Regions from separate parts of the Mus musculus genome. Here region 1 is linked to region 2. The links are chromatin contacts, called in public Hi-C maps. All regions are on one chromosome and are shown on one strand. Each heading gives the region's core, a stretch centred on a gene start, on an enhancer-like site or on the middle of the called end of the contact. The rest is flanking DNA. Distances are from core to core; before and after follow the strand shown. Region 1 overlaps Gm40876 (a long non-coding RNA gene). Region 2 holds the start of Gmds (GDP-mannose 4, 6-dehydratase).

Region 1 (6,876 bases), core at 867-3,366, 140 kb after region 2:
CCAAGTTTGACATTCCCAACTTATGTTTTTAGCCTTGCTCTTAGAGCAGAGTATGTGCATGCCATCTAGACACTACCATTCAGATGATCATCACATGGCTCAAATCTAACATTTTCCACCCTGAGCCCTCTTGTCCCCCTCTCCCAAGTCTTTCTATTTCTTCTTTTTAACTAGTAATTGGTCTCTGGGACTTTTCTTTTGGGTTCAGTTAAGTAGCCTTTCTCTGACCTTCTGCCATATTCTACATGTGTGTTGCCACAGCACAGTTCATGTTCTTCTGAAATCAGGAACACACTGGAGGCTGCTATTGTGTTTTCACCTCTAAGTAGGGATCGCCTATGCAAGGTTGAGGATATCTTTAGCCAGAAAGCAGTCCCACTGGTGTTTGGTGGAATTAGGCTTAACATTTTCTATTGTTCTAAGAAGTTTTGAAATTGCTTCAGAAATGTCCTGTCCTTTATTACAGATATGTGTGGATGCTAACATTATGACACCTTTATTAGCTTGGTCAAGTGAAAGAATGTTACTACTGAATAAAGAAAAGAAAAGAAGAGAAGAGAAAGAAAAGAGAAGGGAAGGGAAGGGAAGGGAAGAAAGAGAAGAGAAGAGAAGAGAAGAGAAGAGAAGAGAAGAGAAGAGAAGAGAAGAGAAAAGAAGGAAGAGAAAGAGATAGATTGACTCTGTTAAATGTTCTCCTGAGCACAGTGAATTCTGGGACTTTGTGTTTGTTTTCTCTGTCACTGTAACAAAATACTTGAGACTGAATGAGTAACAAAGAATAGAATTTTAGGGCTGGGGAGATGGCTCAGTCACAGTAAAGTATGAAGATCTGAGTTTGGATTCCCAGTGCTGGGTATGGAGGTCCCTGTCTGTAGTCCTAGAGCCAGGGGGGCTAGAGATAGGTAGACTCCTGGAGATTCATTGTTGAGCCAGCCTATCAGTGAGCTATAGTTTCAGTGAGAGACCTTGTCTCGAAAAATTAGATGGGAAATGACTGAGGAAGACAGCCAGCACAATGCCCTGGCTCTGCAAGCATGTGTGCACATCAACATGAACACACACGTGCACACATACACATATACTATACACATTCATGCATCTACGTGAACACATACGATAGAATGGTTTTGTGGTCTGGGAATTTCAAGAGCATAGCAGCTGTATCTTCAAAAGCCTCATAAATAACGTGTGGGGGCATCCAATGGCCAGAGAGCAGATGTGCTAACACATTATTGCTAGATAAGGAGATAGACCGTCACTCATGGAAAGGCATCACTCCTCTCAGGCCCTGGATTTACTCTAATCACCTTCCTAGGGTCCCAGGCTCTATATGTTACAAACACATACATTTAAAATTATGTTGGGAATTAAGTTTGCAACACACAAACATTTGGGAGACATACTTGAACCATAATAGGCATTAGTGAAGTCATTTAGATATGCCCTTTCTCTTCCCTCTGCCCTCTGTACCTCAGTTTTGCCTTTGTACTTCTTGGCTTTATGCTTATATAGAGTGCTGCGGACTCATATTGCCTTCATGGCTGGTAGAAATTTCTTTCCAGTAACATTTCCCAGGGAGAGTCTCTTTGACTTGAGTTGGCCAGTTAACTCACCCTAAGCCCATCGCTGAGGCCAGGCATTTAGAATGCTCTTGTGGTCCATTATGTGTTCCAAATCCCAAAAGCTGGGTATCCAACCAACCCTCAAAATACCTGGCCCTAGCGTAGGGATCCCCCCCCCCCAGGAGAAGTGAAGTACTGTTTGTAGAAGAAAGACTTGGCAGGGCAAAATAACACATGTCGATCATGAGTCCCATGGAAAGAGAAGTTAGGGATGCCACAGAGCTGGCAAATACACCATGGTCTCCTGGGCCTGCCCCTGGCTTCTAGATTGTGGTTTAGCCTTTGATTCACTCCATCTGTCAGCTCGTCTCTCCTGTCAGCTTCATACTTCCTAGTAAGCCAGTCACTGTCAGGGGATCAGGCACCGAAGAAAGGAACCATTGAACCTGTACTTTCAATTCACCCTCTGTCTTTACCTATCATGCCCTGTCCTGTGTTGTGGGAATGAGGAAGAACAGTACAGCCAGCCAGCTCTGGCCAGTCTGTGTGAGTCACCTGTAAGTCATGCAGAACAATGCTACAGAGGGCTCAGGTTTCCAGGAACTTCAGCTCATATATCCGTCTTACTCCACATGGGATCTGACCTAGGCCTCTGGCTCCCATCTCCTGTCCTTCATTCCTCAACGTTGTTCAAACTTTATGGTGAAGGAATGCTTGGAGAAAAGAAAGGGCAGCTTCCCTTAGTCCAAAGCTTAGGTGAGATGTGGCAATGGCAGAACTCTAAGGTGGCCAGGATGTCGCCCCTGTGTCAGTATTACTGGTGCTACTTGGCAGTGTCTGGTGTTACTAAATACAGCCATATTTCCAGTCCTGGCTATGCTGCTACATAAAATTGCATGCTCATGTGTCTCTGGCGCCTGCCCAGGTTTTGGGTTTTCTAATCAGTACAATGAGAATCTGGGACAGAAACACCCTTTTAGTTGAAAGAGCATTTCCACGATTCCGAGAAATTTAGTTAGGGAGAAAACCACAACACACACGCACACATGAATACACAGATACACAGACAATACACAGGCAGACACACAGATAGGCAGATGGACAGACAGATGAACAGATAGACACATAGACATACACAGACACACAAACAGACACACACACACACTGAAAACTATGTTCTAGGAGTGTATTTAATAGAAAATAACTACCTAGCCACCATCTAAACCATCCACTAATTTCCTAGTAATGTATTTCCTGAGAAGGAGATGGGAGGCCACAGTTTCTCTTTCCCACTGATTCAGTGTATGCCATTCTCTAAAATAAAAATCAGCCTCTTCTAAAGGTGCTGAAAGTTTTATGTCATCTTAGCACACACCACACCTAACCCCAGCAGGACATTGTTTCCTTGTCAGGGGATGCTGAGCAGAGTGTGCCAAATAATGGCTCAGTTGTCCGATGTCTACTTACTGGATTAGCAGAGTTAACAAGTGATATCTTATTCCTGGCTCCTCCGTTGAAACATGATACTTCCAAAGGCGTAGAAGCTGTTCCCACTTGGTGACCTTCCTCCTTTCATGGAATGAGCATATTTACTAATCTCAGCCCAGGCTTTTCTCCTCCCTGTAGGATAACCCAAAACATCTGGAGATACTGTGGGGTCTCTCTCAAGATGGGTACGTGCTCCCTTCAGCTTCTATACTACAGGAGATGAATCCTGACAACTAGAAATTAGAAGCTAGTGTTATGGTGATGTGGGGCCAAGGAACATCTATCTCCCTGCCCTCCCGCATGTCAGCTCTCTCTCTTTTGCTCTCTTCCCTTCTTTCTTCTTTCCTTCCTTTATAAAGACTATTTTTTTTTTTGGCCTTGGGGACGTAAGGGTTAGAGGATCCCTTTCTCCATGAGTCTAGCTCAGAAAGAGGCCATCTGGGATGGACACTATAGACCCTGAGTCTGCTTCTTCTGGGCTCTGCTTTCAGGCTGGGGGTATTGGTTAATGGGACAGTGTTTGCCTCTTCACTTGAGACCCCCAGAGGGCTGTCAAGCCTTGCCTCTCTGGAGTAAAAGCTGCTGCTGGAGGCCTTGGAGGACATTAGAACTGGTCCTTTTGCCACTCCCCTAGTTAGTAAAGGTGTGGAGTTTCTGCATCTCAACTCTGTTGCCTTTATTCCAAGGTGTCCTTTCTCTATCCAGCGAAACAGTAATCAGTATTTCCACACTTAAGCTCTGGGACCGCTCCCATCTGAGAGATGAGGAATCAGGCCCAACAGTGGCAAGGCTTCTCCATTGCCCTTCGGTCTCTCCTTGAAAGTCTCCAGCAAGGTTCCAGGAAGTTATCTTTCACTACTCCATCACAAAGAATGGGCAAAATCCTTATTTGAGAGTTCATGAGTCTTCCACATTCCAACCACTATATTGAGCCAGGGGGTAGGTACAATAGGACATCATAAGGATGGCCTGCATTGGTAAGAGACATATTTTTCTTTGGGAGGTGGAAAGTAGGGGATGAGTTTATTAGAGGAGAGAAGAAAGCTGACAGAGTAACCAGGAGCTAGGTGGGAAGACACCCATGAAGGAGGTGGGGAAAGGTCCTAAGAGCCTCACTGCTTTGGTGGCTTGTGCTGCGGGTGGGATGTGAAATATTAACTGTTTACAAGGCTCGGATTTCCATGTATGAAGAAAACAGAGGAAAGCCGAGCAGAGCAGGGACAATCAACCCAGCTTCCCTCTTAGTTCCAAACTACTTTAAAATGGATTGTCGGGTATTGGAGGAAGCTGTTTTCCACAAGCTCTGGTAGTCCTGGAACAGAGTGTGTCCCTCCAGCTGAGCAAACAAACCCATAAGAGAAAGGCACTCAGGTTCACAGTCCCTAGACAAGAAGGCCTCCTTTCCAGCTCACCCCTCTGCCTCCCTCCCTCTCCCAGGGCTGGAACCCTGGCTTTGGCAGTGAAGTCTTTAGGCAGGGAAGGAGGACCTGCTGCCCTGGAGCTGCGTACAACATAAAGAGATTTACAGTCTTCTACTCCTGACTTTTATTTAATGAAAACCAGAGGTATAAAAATGAGGCAGCAGAAAACACCATAACAGGAAATCAAGGGTGGGGGGAAGCGGGGGATCGGGCTTAGCACACAGCGCACATTTGCGCACAGGTGCTCACAACAGCAGCTTTTACCAGCCACGCTCCTGGAGGTGGCTTGAGAGTGGATGAATGGAATTGGTTGGTCCCTAGTTAGGTCCCCGGCTCTAGCACCCATTGAGAAAGTGAATAAGCTTTGATGAAAATCCTAAGGGCCTTGGGCACTTTTCTTCTTTTGGCATTTTTCTTCTTTTGCTTGGACACCTTTGCATATCCAAAGACATATTGTTGTATCTGGGAAGTAGCTGAGTTTTAAAACAAGTTGATGGTAAAACCCCCTTTATGGACCTCATATTTGGCTGCGTTTGTGTGGACAAGAGAAAATAGATATGCCTCCCCTTTCAAGGAACTGGTAATTTAGCTAACCCTTTCGTTGTAACCCCTTATCTGTAGCTTCCTAATTATTTATTTATTTATTTTTTTGGACAACTCAAAAACCTTCCTAGTGACAGAATGAACACTGAATGGGATTCCTTTTACTAAAGAGTAAATCCAGGCCTGCATGCCTTTCCTTTCAGTATTCGTACCTGGACTCTGATTCATCAGCTAAATTCCGGTGGAAGCTATCAGATACTTATAAAAATATTCTAAAGCCCAGTCTAACCTTTAAGTGGGAAAGGTCTAGATGTTTCATTAAACATTTATCACTTTTTTTTTGAAGAGGAAAATACTTTGTTTTTCTCTCTTGGGGAATTACCCAGAAGCAATAAAATACTATTTTATAACTGAATATCCCAGTTTACATCACGTGGAACGAAGCAAAATAAATATAAACTCTGAAAATATGGTCATGGCCCATATATTTTAAAAAGTGTTGCCACCATGGGCCAATGCAGCTCAGATATGTTTCTTTCATGTTTAACCATATGGGGTGGACAGACTTTCCTTCAATATCAGTTTTACTCCCCTAGGAACTGCTTGGTTTCTGCTGTATGTTGCCTCCAGTATAAAGGAAAAGAATGGAGTCCTCTGTCTTTCTTAAAGTGTAAAGTAAGATTCTGAGGATAACTCCTAGGAATGGATCAGGTTCCTCCTCTTCACCTGTTTACACTCCCTTCTGCACCTCCTGTCGCTTTGCTTTCCTTTGGAGTAAGGATGGAGCCTTTTAGAGCAGATTCCACCCCTACCACCACCCCCACACATACATACTGCAGGGTTACAAAAGAAATGTTTCCAGATCCGAGTTTTGCTTCAAAACTATTTAGTGGAACGAGACAGTGGGTGGCCCCCAGAAGGGAAGGGTCTAGTCAGAACCAGCTTGGCCCCCAACTAATTATTATCGAAGCCTGTTGGGGGTTATTATGTCATGTTTTTGTTTGAATGATTGATGTTTTCTGCAAAAGGTGTCTTCTTTGGTTCTCTCCAGGATTACAAACTTTTTCTTTATCAGGTCCTGTCTGGCTTATTGATCCATAATTTGTCTCCTCTACATTTTCAGAGATCTCCCCCTCCACCTGAAATGGTCATCATTTTTTCCCTGTTAACTATCCCTGACAAAGAAATCTCAAAAGGATGCAACAATGTTTGTCATGCTCTGTGGAGCTTCAGATGGACTCCAGCTTCTCCAGACAATGGCATAGGCTGGCCTCACACGGCCCTAGGCTGATGGGGGGAGGGGGAGGAATGGGTTCTGCTGGATCATAATCTATTTTCTTCCCTTCTCTTCTAATTTCTTCTTTCTTTCTAGTCTTTTCCTCTGGATGCCATTTGGCTCTCTATCTTATATCCTCCAGGAGAAGTTGTCCCCAAACTGTTTCTCAAACTCAACTCTAAGTGGGTGTGCTAGAACTGCAAACATCTGTCAGGTACTCACCTATTAAGCTTTGAAAAATTGTCTTATGCCCTTCGCACATTGAAACACAGCCCACATTTGATAAGGAAGAGGAGACTTGAGAATTACATATGTTTGGGGAAAGAAGTGGGCTGAGGGAAGTTAGGATGCGGAGGGATGCTACCTTCTCAAAGTCTGTCCACTCCACAGCTCCCTGAAGAGTATCATAAAGCTGACTTCTACATAAGACTTAGGTAGCCCATGAAGCACATGATGGTATCAGAATCCCCAGTGACATCAGAATGCACGAATGACCAACTACAGACAAAATTGAATATCGACAGTTCTAAATTCCTGTAAATGAGAGAAAATGACCAAATGCAGTGGTGTAATAGAGACCTGATAT
Region 2 (6,719 bases), core at 2,977-5,476:
GCTTGGCTATTTAAGAGAAAGAAGAAATACTACACCGTGAATAGGCCGGATGCAAAACTTAAAAACAAGTGTGTTGCATGGGAACTGCAACATTCCCATCATTAGACAAGGGGAAGCAAGGAACAACTGTAATGAGCACGCAATCGATCCTCTTCCCTCCACCACACTGAATGCTGACATGAACACACAACCTCAGATCACAGCATGCTCCAGGTGTAAATTTCCTCCAATAATGTACTTCCAAGGCACAGCCCAGACAATAACTACCTTGGAGAATCACATGAATCAGCTACTTCCAACCTCACTTCTGGTATAACTCTTCCACCCCCAAAATAATAATAATGGATTTCATTATTGGCTACTGCTCTTGAGGGTCAGTACGAAGAAGTTTATAGGGGGAAAAGGTGTCTCTTCACTACTTTTACCTCTTTACCGTTAGAGCCCTCAGGGAAAAACTGAGGAAAATAGGTAGAGCGTCAGCATGCCTGTCAGGAGACACAGTATTCCACTTCTCTGGCCTCCTTAACTGTAGCTCTCTGTACTAGCTGATCATGGTACCCAAGGAGCATAAAAAGCACTTCTCAGATTTATAGCCACTTTTAAAACCAAACTACTAACACATGTAATCACAGCTGTAGTGGGTTGGTCTGATGCTGCTTGTATTTCTAATGCTAAATACTGGTTCCTTAAGATGTGGTTGCCCCCAATGAGCAGATGCTCACATACTCAAGTGATGCCCTGTGAACCTTCTCCCCAATTTAACCAGTCAATAAAAGACTAGAGCCTGTGACTGGGCAATAGAGGGGGAAAGGACTGGAGGTTTGAGAGGAGGGGATTGTAGGGGGTGGGGGGGAGGAGGAAGCCACCATGGATCAGAATGGCATGGCCTGGAGAAATAGCAAGTAACAAGGGGCATTATAGCTGGGAAATAAGTTAGTGTAGCCCTAGATATGCCCAATCTAGGCATAGACTTATAAATAAAATATCTGGATTGTGTGTCTTTTATACAGGCTTATTAGGATTGTAAATTTATACTACACACAGCACTCAGGTAGCCGAAGCAGGAAGATTGCTATGAATTTGAGGCCAGCCTAGGCTACAAAGTGAATTACAGGTCTGCCTGCACTGCATAGTGAACACTGTCATTTAAAGAAATTTCTTGAGATCAGCAAACATAGTTTCTAAAATTAGGTACCATCTGGGGTCACGTGATACAAACTATATAAAATGTTAGTCTTCCATAATCATTCTACTAAAGTTCATGACTCCTGAACCCTGGCCCAAATAATTACCTACCAAGCATCCAGAATGCTGACAGGTAAATGGTATGCCTCACTCCTTATATTAGACTCCTGCCAAGGAATCACAGCCAAATTATCTTGGTTTGCCTACACACCTAGTAATGGTTTTTGTCTAGCAAAAGATTTATAAGAGCCTGTTTCAAAGGATAGGCAAGGACCAGAACCATAACAAACTGAGAAAGCTCTATCCCCAGCACTCCTTCCTCAATACTAAAATACATTCAGCTCCAGGAGCACATTAGATAGGCATATATAGACTCTATAACACAAAGAAAGCCACTCAGAATCACAAGGACAGGTAAGATACTGTGGTGGTTGGTCTGAGTTACAATGGCCCCCGTAGGCTTATATATCTGAATGCTTAGTAGTCACAGAGTGATGCTATTTGAGAAGAATTAAGACATATAACCTTCTAGAAGACAGTGTTTCACTACGATATCTCTCTCTCTCTCTCTCTCTCTCTCTCTCTCTCTTTGCCTCTGTCTCTGTCTCTGTCTCTGTCTCTGTCTCTGCCTATGGATCAAGATGTAGCTACTTCTCTAGCACCAGAACTGCCTACTGCCATGCTCCCTGCCATGATGATATTACAGTCCTCAGGTCATACCCCATCACTGAAGGAAGTCAGGGCAAGAACTAGAGACAAAAACTCAACAGAAACCATGGAGAAATGCTTAGCCTGCTTTCTTATACATCTCCAGACCACCTGTCTCAGGAGTCCCTATCAGTCCCACTATGAGTTGGGCCTACCCATATCAATTATTAATCAAGAAAAAGCCTTACAGACTTGCCTACAAGCAATCCAATGGAGGCATTTTCCTCAGCTGAGGTTTCTCTTCCCAAATAACCCTAACTTATGTCAAGTTGGCAAAAGCACAAGGGAATACTCACTCATACTGTAATTTCCCTTACAGTCTTGAGTAATACTATTCTACAGGCGCTGCCTTTTCATATGCATTGTCTTCAGCTCCTCAAAGATCTTAGTAGGGACAGGATATATATTACATAGCTTGTACCAGAGCAGCCTCAAAAGGCCTGCACACTACAGATGAACATTAAAAATGCATTCTGTTCGTAGTGAAAGTCAGTCAACATTTTTCAAGGCCCACTACCTAAAGCCGTGTGGGAGGAACTAGGATGAAAATGAGAAAATCTTTTCTTAAAGCTGTTGACAAACCTGGTCAACTCAAGCAAGCAAGGAAAAAAATACAGAGGAGTGTCAAGGAGGTGATGTGTCAGGGAAGTGATGGGTAGTAGGGCAGAGCTCAAAGGCATCTAAGTTTTCAAACCTGAAAGCACAGCAGGTGTTTGGAGTCTGAAATGAAATGAGAAACCCAAAACTCCTGGTCAGGAAGTGGTATTTTTAAGTATTGATAGTACTTCAGGAGAATCCTTGCTGGGGGTAGGAGTGGTGGGCACTTCCAAGGCTTCCTTCCCATGAAGTATCTACCAAACAACAGTTTTCAACTATTTAATGAGATTCCACTTCTAAGCTGCACTGATACAAAATGCTGGCCGCTTACATTGCTATACGCCATACTAACATGGCACACAACATCCTAACTCAATTTCTTGATAATACTAAGTGAAAGTTTACTTTAGAGAGTATGTGAATGCAGTTAACATCTGGGCTTAAGAACCAGTCTGAAAACTTGGGAAAAGAGAACCATCTGAAAGATCTCTAGCATTAGAAAAGAGAGGTGACATGGGGGGGGGTGCACAGTTCTATGGTAGAGCACCCCTGAGGAGTCCCTGACTTGACGTTTTTATCCTCAACCCTGGACCCTTTTCCTACCTCTTCTATCTTACTAGTTGGTAAACGTTTATTTATCGAAAGTACCTTAAACAAGATGCAATGATAACTGAAAGAATGATCAGTAGCTAGTAACTGAAATAGTCTAATGTCTGGGAACTGTGTATCTGCTCTTTGGTAAAACGAGAGAACTTTAAGACCACTTCCAACCCCAACAATACACTTCCTACCTGTTGGGCTTCAGGTAATTCAAACTCATTTTCCTCAATCTTAAACTGGAAATAAGGACTTTGTTGTATGGAAGCTAACTAGTCAGTATTAACCAAGTAACTCCGATATGGTAAGTATGCTGGTGTGGGCCATATTAGCTTTATTATCATCTTTACCATCTTCGCTTTAGCATTGACCACCATCAGATGTCCTGGGATACACAGAAAACAGATGCCCTACAGCAAGTAACAAGGACATTACTTCAACACCCCTGAATCTCACTCTACACAACTTGACAAGGCAGTGGTTAGCCTTATCTGTTGCCATACCTCTATGAGATGACTGTCATAAATTAGTCATGCCTAGCATAGGCCATGGGGTCCCAACATTCAAGACAGCACAGCCTAATTACCTCACCCAAGGAGTTCATGCCTTTGGAATTAGAAAAGTCGGTCTCACTTTGGGACTCCACATACTGACATATTCCTCGCCCCTTTCCTTCCCTGCACCAGGATCTACAAAGTACGAAATTCCTTCCAAGAGCTCACTTGGGCTCCAGGAAAGAAACTACAGTCACCCAGGGGACAGGTGGAGCAGAGTGGTCCGGTTGCTTAGCACCACCAGCTCACACCCCCAGAAGGATCAGAGAGCCATGCTGCTGGGGCTGAAGCTGTCCCATCCCGCAGCCGCTCACACCTTCCGGGACTCGTGGAGCGCAGTTCCCGGTGGCACAGCGGCCCTGCGCGGGGAGGCGGCCCACGTGCCCCCGGGCTACAGGCCGCTCGTCCCCGCCCCGCACTCACCTGTCCGGTGATGCCAGTGATGAGAGCCACCTTCCTGAGCTTGCCCATCTCGCCATCCCCGGAGCCCGGGTAGCTCGGGCACTTAGCGGGAGCTTGAGCCATGTCGCCTCAGGCGGGTGAGCGTGCGGCCGAGAGGAAGGCGGAGTGGAACGAGCCGCGGGCCGGCAGGGACCAGGGTGCGCGCGCCAGTCGTTTCACGGAGCTGCAGCGGCCGCCACGGTCTGACAGGGCGCGCGGGAGGCCGGGCGTGGAGCGAGGGGCGGGCCAGCTTAGTCGGGGCGGGCGGCGCGAGCCGGGCTGAGGCCTGGCTGGCGCCGCGTCACTCGCCCAAGCAGCGACGCGTCAGCAGCGCCCCCGACAGCTCCGCCCCTGCCGGGGTCTCCGCGCTGAGCCACGCCTCTCTGGGGGCGGGGCCTGAGGGCGCCGGGCCCCTGGAAGAGGAAGGATGTAAGTCTGCGGTCAGAGTAGAGGATATGGCCTGCATGGGCCTCGGTCTCCGGGAATCCTCATATCGCCCCATGATGCCAGGAGGAATGACGAGCTGACCTTCTCGGTAGGAAAGAGCTCTGAAATCCAAATCTAGGTATCCAAGGCTGGAGTCATCGACCTTATTAAATTTCTAGAAATCTGCTTCATTGTCTTTGTGAGCAGGTCAGTTTTAACATTTCTCGAAGGCACTAGAGTTTCAAGGCTACTCTAACCTGTGAATCTTCTGTGAACATTAGCAGTTTGCTAATGTTTGGACTAGTTTGGGGGTTCCCGGTAATTCCGTTCAAGGAACAGTATTTACTTCGAGGGCTGGAAGTTTCTGGCCCCGCCCCCATCCTGCATAAGGAAACAATTGACAAAAATCCACAGGTCAGTAAAACCTGTACAAATTTCATGAGGTGGGGTTGTTGCAGTGTCTTTTGAACTTGTTTCTATTTAGTGCATGCACACTGACAGATTCACTGACTGAGAAAGGCTGACAAAGGACTCAGACATAGGGACAAGGGTGTAGGGAAGAAACACACACACATACACACGTACACACATACTGTCCAGCTTATCTCTCCAATAAACATCCTCAAACCGTCTTTCCCTTTGCAAACTGAGCTACTAGGACAGGGCCCAATAGAACCTGCTAGATATGATACAAACCTGTAGTTCCAAAACCAGAGTGCCCAAACTCCTCGGAAACATTCCAAACTTTATACATAGGCTTGTCTGGTTTAATATTTTTACCTTTCCTCTAGCGCATTCTATATGGAAAATGAGACCTAGAAGTTGGGGAAATATATTCCTTAAGGCAAGAAATGTCTAAAATCTAGATGATCTTTAACTATTGATTTAGTTTTATGTAAATATGTTGTAATGTAAGGATAAATAGAAAAAAATGAATACTTAGGAGAGATATGTCCCATTTGTTCTGTAGGTCTGACACCTTCTATCATACTAATGAATACTAGGAATTTATCTGTCTAGTAAAAAATTTAACAGAAAAAAATCATAAAAATCAAATATGTATTGGATGTGCTGAGCTATGGCTTGGTGGTAAAGCACTTGCCTAATGGGATTGATGCCCAATAGTACAAAAGTAAACAAATAAAACCAATATTTTTTAGGGCCTGGAAATGCAAAAATAGTAAAGAAGATATTGCAAACTGTCAGAAATAAAAAACTGTGTCCCTTAAACATCCAACCGGTATTTCCTTTATTACCATCCTAGAATCTGGATATTCAAGATCGGGGTTGACTTCCTCTGAGGCCTGTCTCCTGGCTTGTAGATGTCACCTTGCATCTGGTCATGACACACTTCCTCTCCATGTGCTTGCGTTCCAATTTCCTATTGTAAGGACAGTGACTCCCTTTCATTAGGAACCACCCTAATGACCCCACATTACCTTAATTTCCATTTAAAGACCATAGCTCCCAGCCAGCCAGATGGCCTGGTAGGTAAAGGCGCTTGCCATCCTGAATCTAATACCTATACCCACATACTGGGAGGAGAGAATGAAGTCCTACAAGCTCTCCTCGGCCACACATTTAAAAGAAAAAAATAGTAAACAAAGTAATTAAAAATAAAAGGTATCCAATTACCAATTACTTTTTGTTTTAATTATTTTTATAAAGTTTTTTGTTTTGTGATTTTGGTTATTTATTTATTTATTTATTTATGGTTTCCTTTGTTTTATTTTTAGACAGGGTCTCATGTAGCCCAGGGCTGCTGGCCTGCAATTCATTATATAGCCAAGAATGACTTTAAGTTTCTTTCCCCCTGCCCCTACCTCTTGCTTACTCAAATTATATGCATGGACCACTACACCATGCTTATGTGGTTCCAGGGATCAAACCAAGGATATTGTATATACTAAACAAATACTGTACCAACTAAACTATAGCCCCCCCCCATTGCCTTTTTTTAAAGACTCAGTCTTGAGGTGATGAAGTCTTACACTTCAATATATGAAATAATAGAGAGACACAATACATCTCCTTACAGACAAAGGGGAAAGACTTTTCTTGTTGGTTTGGTTTGGAAGCATGGAAGACAGTTGGTAGTGGGCATCATTGTAATTCCCCAGTAACCTTAGGGGAATGTGTGCAGTCAGCATAGGGACTGGACAACATGAGATTTCTATTAGCCAGAGGGAGAGTGCTAGTGTAGCATAGTAA

Evidence for each region. A called contact is a pair of places that touch in the nucleus more often than the background predicts.
Region 1: a contact with region 2 is called in a Hi-C map of myocytes, with 1.7 times the contacts expected there. The contact joins the enhancer-like site here to the promoter of Gmds in region 2. A contact is called at or near these places in 2 of 39 promoter capture datasets (hippocampal neurons and liver), 1 of 484 Hi-C or Micro-C datasets (myocytes) and 1 of 9 other capture datasets (liver).

What each region holds. Positions count from the first base shown.
Region 1 is chr13:32,477,160-32,484,035 of GRCm38.p6, forward strand. All of the region lies in intron 1 of Gm40876 (a long non-coding RNA gene), which reads left to right. Among named protein-coding and RNA genes, the nearest start is that of Gm40876, 15 kb to the left of the region's middle. Within about 2 kb of position 2,117, at least 84 of the 459 cell types and tissues checked have an H3K27ac peak or open chromatin away from gene starts, as enhancers often do. A contact at or near this core is called in myocytes, where this site is marked.
Region 2 is chr13:32,334,318-32,341,036 of GRCm38.p6, forward strand. Gmds (GDP-mannose 4, 6-dehydratase) reads right to left here and starts at 4,227. Exons shown (of 11, transcript NM_146041.2): 1 at 4,065-4,227. The coding sequence starts at 4,166.